Regions from separate parts of the Pan troglodytes genome. Here region 1 is linked to region 2. Evidence: chromatin contacts called from public Hi-C data. All regions are on one chromosome and are shown on one strand. Each heading gives the region's core, a stretch centred on a gene start, on an enhancer-like site or on the middle of the called end of the contact. The rest is flanking DNA. Distances are from core to core; before and after follow the strand shown.

What was found. Hi-C and Micro-C count contacts between places; a contact is called where the count stands out from the background.
Region 1: a contact with region 2 is called in a Hi-C map of induced pluripotent stem cells, with 2.7 times the contacts expected there. The contact joins the enhancer-like site here to the promoter of PTPRG in region 2. A contact is called at or near these places in 3 of 7 Hi-C or Micro-C datasets (blood, induced pluripotent stem cells and stem cell-derived neural progenitor cells), 1 of 1 datasets of contacts at active chromatin or transcription factors (stem cell-derived excitatory neurons) and 1 of 1 other capture datasets (stem cell-derived neural stem cells).

What each region holds. Positions count from the first base shown.
Region 1 is chr2:66,177,789-66,184,537 of NHGRI_mPanTro3-v2.0_pri, forward strand. All of the region lies in intron 8 of PTPRG (protein tyrosine phosphatase receptor type G), which reads left to right. Among named protein-coding and RNA genes, the nearest start is that of CEP15, 130 kb to the right of the region's middle. Within about 2 kb of position 3,378, at least 3 of the 24 cell types and tissues checked have an H3K27ac peak or open chromatin away from gene starts, as enhancers often do. A contact at or near this core is called in induced pluripotent stem cells, where this site is marked.
Region 2 is chr2:65,555,971-65,562,419 of NHGRI_mPanTro3-v2.0_pri, forward strand. PTPRG (protein tyrosine phosphatase receptor type G) reads left to right here and starts at 2,333. Exons shown (of 30, transcript XM_516564.8): 1 at 2,333-2,573. The coding sequence starts at 2,489.

The DNA.
Region 1 (6,749 bases), core at 2,128-4,627, 620 kb after region 2:
GAGACCCCACATTCTCATTTGTCATTGAGAACTGAGAAGGGAGTGGGGGTGGGGAAGGATGAAGGAGAAGGGAATGGGAAGGAAGCTTTTTACCTGCTGGGACAGCTTTCCCCTTTTAAGCTCTTGGAGTAATGCCCCTGGCATCTTTATTAGCATCTTGAAGATAGGAAAACAGTTACGGGATGCGTATGGGGCAAGTACATACATGACTGCTTCATGGAGTGCCCTGTCAACTCTGGTTCAGACTCAGTCAGATTGGGTTTCAGTTCTCCATTCTCTTCTCACTCTGGTTCCTTGGCCCAGCCCAGTAACTTGGTCTCTCTGAAGCCCAGTGTCATCATCTTTCATGGGGAGAATAGAGCCCAGCTCTCGGATTCGGTTATGGGTTGTGTGCGGGGGATGATCCGAGAGGAATGCACAGAGCCGGGCCCAGGGCATGTGCGTGGCAGCCGCAGCTCCAGCTAGAAATGATTCAGATGGAAATGCACATTACACTGGAGCTGGGGTCCTGCTTTGATTCCATCGTTCCAGTTCCTTCCTCCGTGTGGTTTGCCCGTCTTGAGCTCTTGGGCAGGGATGGGGGAGGCAACACCCCAAGCACCAAGATTCCAGGTTTGAAGTCCTACGCGGGCTGCTGAGGAGGATTCTGTGTTTACCTAGACCTCTTTGATATAGCCCTTCAAAAAGATAATCACTCCCTGAGGCCATTTCTCTGGAAATTTCCCTTAAAGGATTCCATATTTGAAGGTGATAAAGAAATGACAGGCATTTAAGCAGTCTAAGGCAAGGCTTGGGCTCTCTTCCACCTGACTGGTTCCCTCCTGCTTTTAACAGGAAATGCCTCCTGCTCTTTCTCCCCGTCAGGGCCAGGCAGTCCCCAAGGAACAGGCGTCTCCCCCACGGTCGTCTGCTGGCTTAAGCTAAGCTGTTCCCTCTGACACCGCCCCTGTGTGGCATATGATGTCGCAACACCTCCCACCCAGGAAGCAGCAGTTTCATCTGCGTTGACAGGCACTGTGAAATAGTGAATCTGCACCGAATTGGTTTGTTTGAGTAGTACTGTCTCTTTGACTCCTGATCAATATTTGGCCAGTTGCGTCGGGTGTGAAACTCCGAGGGGGCAGGTGCTGGAAGAAGGCCCCTGGAGGAACCTTGAACTGCAGATAGTTTAAGGCACTTGGAAATTACACTGACTTTCAGACAGAGCATATCACATTAGTTTATCTAAAGCCGCAAATGAAGAGGATGGGGTGGGGGTGGGGAGCCTACTATTTACTTGTGGAACCACTGAGAAAATATCCTTGACATTGATTTAGGATCAGAGGACCTTGGGTGCTCTGCTAGAAGACTCTTCATTACTTAAGGAAGCCTGGCATCATAATTAAAGGTGGTTCAGAGTGAAGGCAGAAATTCTCAGAACTGGTGAGGAGCAGCACCTTCATGCCTGTGAGAAGCAATCGGACCCCAGTGGGAACATAATCAGGCCCCTGAGAGGGGAAAGGCTGTTGTCAGGAGGCCTCACAGGGGATATTTGTTTAGAGATCCGGGTGTGGCACCTCCCGCATGGTTAAAAGGCTTCAATTTTGTGCAAAAGGACGTATCAAGAGGTCTATCAGACTTCCCTTTGTTAGGTGCAGTTTACAAGGACCATTGAGAAGAGATAGATAAGTACAAGTATTGGGCATCTGTGGTGTGCCCTCGAGAGTGCTCCTGGTGTTCATTTTAGACCAGTAGAAAACTCACCTCGCCTTGGGGGCCGGAGAGCTGCCGGGGAAGTGGGCTGAGCAGAGGCAATGGGGAGTGGTGGGGACTATGGCAAAAAAAAAGAAAAATTGAGTACACACTCCCATCTAAAGGAAATGATTGCTCTCCTGCTCTAGCTCACCACTGCCACGTGTGGATGCAGGCGTGATTTTAAAGCCCATATTTATATGTAAAATATACCATTTTTTTTTTAACACTGTGTGGGCCATAGAGTGTGTCCATGTACTTGCCATTGGGCCTGAGGCCCACAACTTTGGGTTTATCCACAGTGTTCCCTCGTAATCCTCACTGCAACCTTGTGAGGAAGATAACTGCTAGACCCTAGTCACCTATTTTATAGATGCGGACACAGGATTTGCGTGGGTCTGGCTCCAAAGCCCACACTTTCTATTATACCAGCTCTTCCAAACTGATCTATAAAGTTCTGTTTTGCTGCGTTTGCCTGTTTCCTTTTTGGACTTTTGAGGGAGGTGTTGTTTGAAAGAAGGGTTTCCATCACTTAAAGAGCAAGCAGAACTTTGGAAGCACAAGGCACAGTGGTGTCTGCCTGCTCGCTTGCCTGAGTTATTTGATGGGTGTCTGGTACTATCGTTGCCCCAGTCGCCAAGCATCGGTGGTTTTTGTTCCCTCTGTAGACTGAATGCTTTTCTTATTAGCAGAAGGCATGAGTTAAAGACCAGAGACAAGATCCTCAACACATTTGAGGCTCCTGGCAGTGACCCCAGGAATGAATTGTGTGGCACTGATTTTGTACATGGAATCCTCTTCAATGGAGGACGCTCAAAACAGCATCCCTCATTCCGTCAGAGAAACGCGAGCCCCTGCCAAGGGTACCAGTGATAAGGAGCTTGGTGGTCCCTGTCCGGGAGATGCTTGCAGCTCAGTCAGGGGGACACAGAGGTGGGTAGGTGGTGAGGACAGAGGGTGATGGGCACACAGGGTGAGGAGGGAAGCAGTGAGAGTGCAAGAGGACACGGGTGGCCCATCGGCCTCAGAGGGGAAGCAGGGTGTTGAAGCTGGATTTTTTTCTTTTCCATTTTTTTTTTTTTGAGATAGGGTCTTACTCGGTCACCCAGGCTGGAGCACAGTGGCATGATCAAAGCTCACGGCAACCTTCACTTCTTGGGTTAAAGTGATCTTCCACCTTAGCCTCCTGAGTAGCTGGGACTATAGGTGTGCGCCACCACACCTGGCTGATTTTTGTGTTTTTTTCTAGAACTGGGGTTTCACCATGTTGTCCAGGTTGCTCTCGAACTCCTGGCCTCGAGCGATCCACCCACCATGGCCTCCCAAAGTGTTAGGATTACAGGCGTGAGCCACCACACCTGGCCTTGAAGCCAGATCTTTAAGGGGGCTGGGGTGGGGGCTGGCCAGAGATGCGTCCATGAAGAGGAAGATGGCAAGCCATGAGGCTGACGATGTGGAAGGGGAACATGTCACACAGGACCTGTGGACCACGGGAAAGACTAAGGCTGTTACTCTATATACAACCAACTTTCTGTTCATTCAGCAAGTATTGACTGAGAGCCCACTACGTGCCAGGCACTGTCTTAGATGCAAGGTAATGAACCAGACAAGACAGAAAAGGCGCCAGCCTTGTGGAGCTTCCACCTAGTGGGGGAGATAGATAATTACAGATCGTCAATGAAGTCAATAATACAACTCCACGTACTAGTAAGTGCTGGGAAGAATCTAAGCTCTGTGAAGGAGCAGGCCTGTCAGCCTGTGCTGAGGGGCAGAATTCAGTGCCAAGAATACAGTGCAGTTGATAATTGTGTTTCAAAAAAAGGCTTGGCCTCTCCTTACTGTCTCAATCCGGGATCAGCACTGATCCACGGGCCGAAACTTACTCCCCACCACCTTTTGTGTAACCATGAGCTAAGAATGGTTTCTATATTTTTAAACAGTTGGAGAAAAATCAAAAGAATATTTTGCAACACATGAAAATCCTATGAAATTGAACTTGTGTCCATAGATATTTCTGTTGGAGTACAGCCACACTCATTCATGTTTACATATTACCTGTGCTGCTTTGTGTTTCAAAGGTGGAATCAGTAGTGGTTACGAGAGACCATGTGGCCTGCAAAGCCGAAAATATTTACTATCCGGCCCTTTACAGAAAAAAATGTTTGCCATCCTCTATTCTAGGCCCTCCTAGTACTCTGCAAATGCCTCCTCCAAATTTGGCCCAGTATAGCTAGAAAAAGCCACTACCCAGGATGGGGGGTAGAGAGCAGAAGAGACATCTCTCATCAGACTGCTCTTCCTATAGCTCCTCAGCCTGCAAAGCCCTGGCCTCATGCTCCTCCTCTCGTGTAATCAGGGACAAGCATGGATCTTTGGAGGCCATTACGTTACAGAATTCCCTTCCTGGCAGGTGATCCCGTTAGAGTGAGGCCAGATCTACCTCCTTTGAGAGCTTAACTCAGTATTTTTTAATACATTGAGACAGTGAGATTCTGTACCATCATTCAAGACAATGACACTAAGCTCTACTTATTGACGAGGAAATATACCCATGAGTTGTTGAGTAAAACACAACAACAAAAAATTCTAGGGCCAGGCATGGTGGCTCACGTCTGTAATTCCAGTACTTTGGGAGGCCAAACAGGGAAGATCGCTTGAGCCCAGAAGTTCAAGACCAGTATGGGCAACATAGTGAGACCCCGTCTCTATTTTAAAAATTTAAAATTAGCTAAGTGTGGTGGTATGCACCTGTAGTCCTAGCTACTTAGGAGGACGAGGTGGGAGGATTACTTGAGCTCAGGAGGTTGAAGCTGCAGTGAGCCATGATCCAGCCACTGCACTCCAGCCCGGGTGACAGAGTGAGACACCACCACAGAACAAAACCAAACATTCCATTCTAGTGCCATCCACATCCTATTCCATTTCTATCAAATTTTACATATGTACTTTCACATGTATATAAAGAGATAACTGCATGTTGGAGTCCCAGAATGTTCACAGTCGTTTTCTCTGGGCACTGAGATTTGGGGTGAATTTTTTCTTTTAACTTTCTTTTTACTTTTTTGTACTACTTGGGTTCCTTTTTTAAAAAATATTAACATGAATCATCTTAATGCACACAGAAAAACCCATCTATTTTAATTTCAAAAAATAAGAAGAATGGTTGCATCTGTATGTGGGTGACAGAATTATTTATGGGGGTATGATGTAACTGTCAGAGAGGGATGCTTCCCCATACAGTGTTCATTGCTATTTGGAGCAGGGGAATGAATGGTTTCAGAATGAGGAAGATAAATAAGAACATGGTGGGAGGTGAGAAAAGATAGAGAAGTTAGGAAATCTGAGATGGTCATCATTATGGGATATAGAAGCTTCCCAATATGTACATCTCGGTTCGTTATTAGTATTTGGAATGCTGGGGGTGTAGCTATTTCCTGATCTTTCCCCCGCCTCCTCCGTGTTCTGTCTTGAAAAACTATGAAGCCACTTAGAAGCCGGAGTATTTAAAAACAGTAGATTGGCGCCACCTAGTGCCCACGTTCTGTCACTCCGCCCTCATGTCTCCGTGGAAGCCTCCCTTCAGATTCTTTGATGTCCCTTCTCTGGTGGCATTTGCGCAGCGGACAGCGTGATGCCTCCCAGGGGTTCTGCGGGGCAGTGGGAATGCCTCACTAATTTATCCCTTCCTCCCTCCCTCCCTTCCTTCCATTTCTGTCGCACTAAGTGAACCTCACCAACTGAACTGGGGTTTGGCAGTTGAAGAGTAAAAGGTGGCCTCCCTGTCAAAACCAATCTACTTTTTTCCACCGGCCAGGTCCTCAAAGCTGGGCCGTGCGTCTCTGGCAGGAAAGCCATCCTGTCCCCAGGGCTGCCTTGGGTTTTGGGCTCTTGAGTAGGAAATACGGGAGTCTGGCTCCTGGTGGGCTGCAGGGCATGTGGGTGGTCTTTGGAAGATGCCAGCGGGTCAGAACCAAGCTGTGGTCCCCTGGCCTGTCTCTGCCAGCATGCCCACTTACTTCTTACCCGGTTCCTGCACCCAAACCAGAAGGTCCTCCTCACTCTCCCCTGCCCTCCTAACCCGGCACATCACCAGGCCTCTGCGTTTTACCTCCTAACTGTAAGCTCTAGGACCTGCCATTCCTCCCTGGTCTTCCAGCAATTGGCCATTGCCGCCCCTCCTCACAGGCCCCCTCCTCCACACTTGGCTTCTCTGGGGCCTTCTACACTCAGCTGAAGTTCAGGGGATCTTTGTAAAGCACCAACCTGATTGCATCACTCTGGGGCTCAGTTCTTTCCAGGGGCATCCAAGGACTCGTGGGAGAAAGGCCAGAGTTCAAATCTGGCCCCAAGGCTTCTCACTGCAGCTACACCTGTGCCCTGCCTGCCTGTCTTTTCTTTGCCTTGCTCCAGCCCCTCAGACCTTCCCACCGGATCCCTTTACAGCTCCCACCCCCTTCATCTCCATAAGCTCTCAGCTCTCAGTTACATGAACCTTCCTCAAGGGCATCTTCCCTGGGTGCCAAAGCCTGAGCCACCTCTTCCTCTCCCTCCTCTCCCTCCATCCTGTCCTGGCGTGCAGTGACGGCTCTGCGCGTGGGATTCTTTGGTGAGCCTCCATCTCTTAGAGTGGAGGTTCTCAGCCGAAGGTGATTGGCCCCCGCAAGCAACCTTTGGCAACACCTGGAGACATTTTTGGTTGTCACAAGTTGAGGACGGGGAGCAGAGCTACTGGCATCTAGCAGGTGGAGGCCAGGGATGCTGCTATACAGTATACAGGACAGCCCCCAAGAGCAAGGCATTGTCTAGCTCAAGAGGTCATGGGTGCTGAGGGTGAGAACCCCTGCCCTGGACCATCAGCTCCATGAAGGCAGGCAGCACGGCCACACGGGTCTGGACACCCCTGAGAAAGCACACATTTCCGGCTGACTGGATTGGACCTGTTGAGCATTTGTATAACTCATTCAGACCTGTCAAGGTCTCAACACTTTCATAGGTTTGTCTGTAAATGGATTTAGATC
Region 2 (6,449 bases), core at 1,083-3,582:
AAACTCGCCTCATTCCCCACCCTGGAGGAGGGTGTTCACCCCCGTTGTGCTAAAGATAGAGCTAGGGCCCTCCCCAGGAACTTCCTGGCTTTTATTAGTTTGTAATCCCAAACGTAACTTTTCAAAGGTTTTTCTTTTGGAAGTGTGGGTGTGAAAATGCTTCCTTAATCACATCGAGCGGGAGGATCTCCGACCATCTGTACTTTATTTGAAAACCTAGCATCCGGTTGGGATGTTTGGGTGGGTGGAGGACCCTGCCGTGTTGGGATGAAACAGCAGGGACACGTTTAAAACACAAGAACCATGCGCGGTGGCTCACGCCTGTAATCTCAGCACTTTGGGAGGCTGAGGCAGGCGGATCACAAGGTCAGGAGTTCGAGACCAGCCTTGCCAAAACGGTGAAACCCCGCCTCTACCAAAAAAAAAAACAAACCACCAAAAAAATAATCAGCCGGGCGTGGTGGCGGGCGCCTGTAGTCCCAGCTACTCGGGAGGCTGAGGCAGGAGAATCGCCTGAACCCGGGAGGCGAAGGTTGTAGTGAGCCGAAATCGAGCCACTGTACTCCAGCCTGGGCGACGGAGCGAGACTCTGTCTCAAAACAAAACAAAACAATCCCACGTCAAGATCGCTTTGAAACACAGGCAGAAAAATTAGGCAAAAAATGTCAAACGGCTAATTACCTTGGCTCAGTTACACATTTAATCGAAAGCCCGCCTCCCCCACTTTTAGCCCCAGCGTTAAGAATGTAAAATAGGGCTCTTAGAAGGCTAAGCGATAAAGATCTTCTTACCGAGAGGCAAGGGACAAAACTCATTACAGATAAGCCTAGTCCTCCCATTTCCCCCGGACGCCTCTCCCCGATTGCTAAAGAAGCAGCCGCTCCCCGGGTAGCTGCCAGGAAATCAGTCCGGCCCCGCGGCGCTGCTTTCACCCTGCAGGGGTAAGAGGCGCACTTCCTGCGCCCTCCCCGCGGCCAAACCGGGGTGCGGGAACCTTCTCCAGAGAAGCTGCGAGTTGGGGAAACTCCGCCACCGATCCATCGTGGCGCCGGGAAAGGGGCTGTGGGGCTCCGAAGGGCTGGATTTCGCAATCCTGGGATCGATATTCCTCCCCTCCCCCACTTTCCCCGGCCTTGGACTGGGCCAATGAAAGCCCGAAAAGGAAAAAAAAAAAAAAAAAAAAATTAAATCTCAACGTAGCCGGAGTGCAAAGGCCGCTCGGCTTTGTTTCCCGGCGGGGGAACGCGCTGTGTTGGAGGCGCGAACAGGAGCCGCAGACGGTGAGCCCCTCCGCTGCAACTGCCAGGGCAGTGAAGCCGAACAGAAAACCCCATCCCTTTAAAAAGGCAGCTGTCCGCCCTCCCCCTTTCCCCTCGCCCGGGCGAGGGGTCGCTCAAGTCCGGGATCCGCCAGCTACGCGGACGGAGGATCTCGCCAAACCCGAGCACCGTGCGCCGTCTTTTAAGAGCTCGAACAACGGGAATCCAGCAAAAGACAAGCCGGCCCCAGAAGGCAGCCTCCCTCCTCTCTCCGCGCACGGGCTACAATCGCCCCCAGTCCCCAAACTGTCCCAGTAGAGGCCGCGCAGAGAGAGCAGAGCCGAGGGACCCCGCGCAAGGCGGGAGCCAAGCGCGGCTGCTTTAAGAACGCGGAGAGCGCGCGCCCGCCGCCAGCTGGCCCGGGCTGCGCGCCCCCGCCGCCACCGCGCGCCCCCTGTTCGCTCGCTCCTTCGCTCGCCGGCTTTAAAGTCTCTGCCAGGATCCATGCTCACATGTTACTTCCTGTATGGAGGCATGGCCAGTTTCCAGCCCCGCGCTCTTCGTTCCTTCCCAGCCTGCGCCGGAGCCACAACTTTCAGGAGCATGGACTGAAGGCGCCCTCGCCCCAGCGCCTCTCTGAGATCCTTTGTGTTTTCCTCCGTTTCCTCCGGCCGTTTCTATTTTGGGGGGCTCTCCGCTCCCCCCGCCTCTCCCCTCCCCTTCCCCTCTCGCAAACATGCCTCCTTCCTTCCCGGGGCCCTGGAAGGAGCTGCCTGCCTGAAGCCCGGAGACGCCGCGCCGCGCTCAGCCCCGCCGCCGCCCGCCGGCTCTCGGGCTGTGCTGCGCTGCCGACTCAAGTTGGGGATCCTCGGCTGCTCGCGGCCGCCGCCCGCGGTCCCTGCCTGCCCCAGGCCCGGGGCATCGCCGCCGGCCGCCGACTCCGCGCCCTGCCCGATCGGCTCTCTCCTTTTTGAACGGAAAGCAGCCCTTCTCCGCCGAGAGGATCGTCCCCAGCGTGGCTCTGCGTTCCCGGTCACTTTTTGAGATTTTCCGGGGGGCGCTCGGCGGCTTCCCGGATTCCAAGGGGACTCGGGCCGCCGAGCGCGGGGGGCCCGTGGAGCGGGCGAGCCGGGGAAGCGCCCCGGCTTAGCGGAGGCTCGCACGGAGGCAAGAACTTATTCAACAAGTTTATCTCCCTGCTTTCCTCTTTTCGATGTGCGTTTTCGGACATGCGGAGGTTACTGGAACCGTGTTGGTGGATTTTGTTCCTGAAAATCACCAGTTCCGTGCTCCATTATGTCGTGTGTTTCCCCGGTGAGTGCCGGCCGCCGAGGGGATGCGGCCCCGGCCGGCGCGCGTTGGGGATGCGGAGTTGTCGCCTGGGCGCGGAGCTCCGGCACCCGTCCGGGAGACCCTGGAGAGGGTGGAGGGTGGCCCGGCGCCCGGGTAGGAGAGGAGGTTTGCTCCGCTGGCTTGGACGATGTTTAGGGAGGCAGGCTAGTGGTCGAGGAAGGTGGAGGCAGGGACCGGCCGGGGAGGGGGCTGGGGGACGCGGGGGTCTGCTCCCGCTCCCTTTTGGGGGGCCTGGGGAGCTGGAATCGGGAGAAAGGGGGACTTGCTTTGCTGACTCGTCGCCGATCGGGAGAACTCGAGTTGTGGGGCGGTTGGGGAGACTGAGGCCATGGAAAGGATGCTTCTGTGGGTTTGGGGGGCCCGGGATGAGTCCCCTCGCTCTGGCGGGTATTGAAGGAGCTCAGAAGGTGGGGGTTTGCTTTGCTGTTCTCCATCCCTTTGTGAGGGCTAGGTTTCGGGGAATGGAAGTCGGAGGCTGGCTGCGGAGGACTGAGGATGTGGGGAGCAGCCTGCGTTCTGGGGTCGGGGGTGTCCTCCTCTCTGGGGGCTGGGGCGGCGGGCAGCACTTCGGTGCCGGCGTGAGGCAGCCTCCTTGGGCACAGTGAGACGGTAGGGCGCAGGCGGTTTCGGAGACATCCGTGTCCCCCCTAGCCCCGGCCCGTGGCCCTTTCCCTCCGCTGCTCTGCTCGATTGGATTGCCTAGTTCTGGACGCGGGGAGGGGGCGGGGGCGGTTTCGGCGGCCGGATTGCTGTTCGCGCCGGGGCTGATTTTTTTCCTGTCTCGCGCGCCCTGCCTACCTTCATCTTTGCCCTTTTGCAGGCTGTTCGCGGCTGGCAGACCCAGACTCGCTCCTTTCTGGCCAGGTTAAGACAGGAACAGTACTGGCCGTTGATAAGGAGAATAAATCACCGCACGTAACGGTGTGCGGCTCGGCGACCCTCCACTTCCAGCTCTCAGCTGGCAGTTCCCCCTCCTCTCTCCCCTGGGGAGGGCAGAGGCCAGTTGCCTCCCTCTACTCTCTTGCAGGTCCCCCGGGCAGCAGCCCCGAGCTCCCTCGTAGCTGTCCCTTGGGGTGGAGGCCAAGTCCTGCCCTAGCCCGGGGAAGGGCTGGAAGAAGGGGTGATTTGCTTTTCATCCCTCGCTCCCCTAAGGACAGAGAATTCCCCGTTTTTCTGCCCTCTCATCCATCAGCTCCTGCATACCCGGAGGTGGAGATTATCTTTATCAAGAAAAAGAGGAATGTGCCCCGAGGTCTCCGCTCTGCCTGGTTACAGCCGCCTGTCCTCGGGCGGCTGGAGCGCCCGTTTTTGGTGCAGCGGGTCCCTTAGTCCCGTCGTGCGACCCGGAGCAGGGCGCGCGGGAGCCCTCGTCGCCCTTGGGGATCCCTCTCGGGGGACTGGCAGCGAATGCCCCCTTTGCAGAATCGGGGATGGCCTCGGGGGCAGAAAGGGAAAACACTGTCTTGTGTTCTGCACCCCCTTTTCTCTCTGCGCATCCTCCTGCCTGCGGAGCGGCACGGAGCTCCAGCCCAGAAACGCAGCTCGGAGGCCGAGCGAGGACGTGCGTCCACACTCACCCTGGGGTTTGCCCACTGGAGTCCTGCCTCTACGGTAGGACACTGGGGCCTGGGGTTTGCCCACTGGAGTCCTGCCTCTACGGCCTCTACGGTAGTGTAGGCCATGGGGACATCTCCCCTTAGAAACAGCTGCCTTCATTCACTGAAAGACCACTGCTCAGTATTTGGGTTAATTATCTCTCCTTTCTAGTCTCCCCTGCTTTACCACGGACTTGACGACTGAGCGGGCTCAGGTGCACACAGGGGTTGAGCCTTGTGAGGGCCACTCTTTAATGGGTTCAGTGGGAGGTCGTGGAGGGCTGCCTTGCAAATTAGAGGAATTTCCAATTCCACTTCTGTCCTTCTTGCGCTCGGGGATGCAGTCAGTGGGCTGACCGTGGTTTTCTTTTCCCTGGTGTGTGAGGAAGCTTGAGATCCAAAATGGGACTGCCAGGGAACCAGCCTTCGTGGGGCTTGGACCATTTTCGTCTTCTCATTTTCTTTTCGCGCCCACGCTGCGAGGTAAATAGCCCCTTTCCTGGTCCGGGAGCCGAGGGGTGTCGGAAAGGGAAAGGACAGTGGTGGGAGGCGCAGGGAAGAGGGCGGTTTGGTTTGGAAAAGTGCAGCCCGCGAGGGAGCAGCAGGCTTTGGAGCAAGGTAAAGTTAAAATATCAGATCTCTGGGAGACGCTGGCTTTTCGTTTTCCGAGGTTGCCGCGACGCCACTGGACCTCAGGGGGCGCCCCCGAGCCACTGATGGGGCTCCTGCCACCTCCACACTGGTCGGCCTCGGCCACCTCCACGCCGCAGGGATGGGGCGCGCGTGCCCGGGTTCCCAGGCTCTGGGGCTGCAGACGCGCCTTGGCGCGAGGCGGCGGCCTCGGCCTGGCGATGCTGCTCCTGGCTTTCTCGAAACCCGCTGGGGGCTGGAGTTCGCCTTGGGACCCCCACTTCTTGCCTGCTGCGACCTCGAAAGCGCTTATCTGTTTGACATGAGGGATAAAAATGCTTCTGTTTTGGAGTAGGGTCCTCCTTGTGAGGTCTTAGCCAAAATCCCTTGTTATTTAGTATTTTTGTGTTTCCTCTCAGAATCATAACTCAGCATAACTCTTCAGTTGCATTTGAGTTCTCAGCTCCTGTTCAGGATATGGGTTAGCTGTAGTTTGGGCAGGGTTTTGGAAACACAGCCCTGGCATGAGCTTTTTCCCAGTGGATTGGAAACAGTGGATTTTAGTCTTTGAACAGCAGTGTGGCAGGTTTGGGATCCATTCAGGGTTAATAATGCTTCAAGTGATGCTTTCCAAGTGCAAAGCTAAGAGTGTTACCAAACATGATATTAGGCATATTACATTGCTATATACATCTTTATAAAGCACTGTAGAAACGTTTACAAAAATAGCAAAATATAATGGATCCCCCACCCAACTTCAACACTCACAACTCAATCTCTCATCTCTTCCTCCCCAACACCTTATTATTTTAAAGCAAATCCTACACATAGTTCATTCAAACTCTGATATATATCTCCAATCACTGGGAATTTAATTGCCTCTGACACAGTATAAAATGTTACTTCAGAGTGTTAACCTTTTATCTATTTTACATTCTCAAGTTCAGCAGATTTTTTTTTTTAATTGATTTTTGTCTTTCGGCCCTCAGAGTGAAACTCTGGTTTTGATATGTTTTGTATTGTAATTACATTATATCTAGGATGCTGCCATTGGAAACAGTTCAGATGGATAAGCTCAGCTGTGTACCTTGGATGTGTCAGAATTGGAGGCTCCATGATTAATGTCGGGTGAATCATGAATCTCCCTCTAAGCTGTCTCTTACTTTATTTGCATGTGCGGGCTTTAGTTCTGATGGGCATCCGTTATGGCCTTAGGAAAAGGCAAAAGTAATATTTGGAAATCAGCAATCTTTCTCTTTACAGGGTGTGAGATTGTACAGGTTTTTTTTCCCTCTCCCTCATGTATCATGTTTGAAAATGAAGAATCTTTACCCAGTCTCTAAACTGGGTTCCTTTGACACAGTTATGGAGTAAAATCTTTGACGTTTCCTTCTAAACAGTGTTCACATTTGAGGGTTGATGGACTTACAACACTAATAAAGATAGGCATAAACAGGGCCTTTTGGAAATAGGGGAAGTTGCTGTTGTTGCTGGAAGAAGAAAGGTCATAGGAAGGGTTGGCTGATGTGGGAAAAGTGACTATTCCATAGTGAAGCTTTGAGTATCTTCCATTAATTATGGACCTGTTTTCACTGAATAAAAGATTATGTTG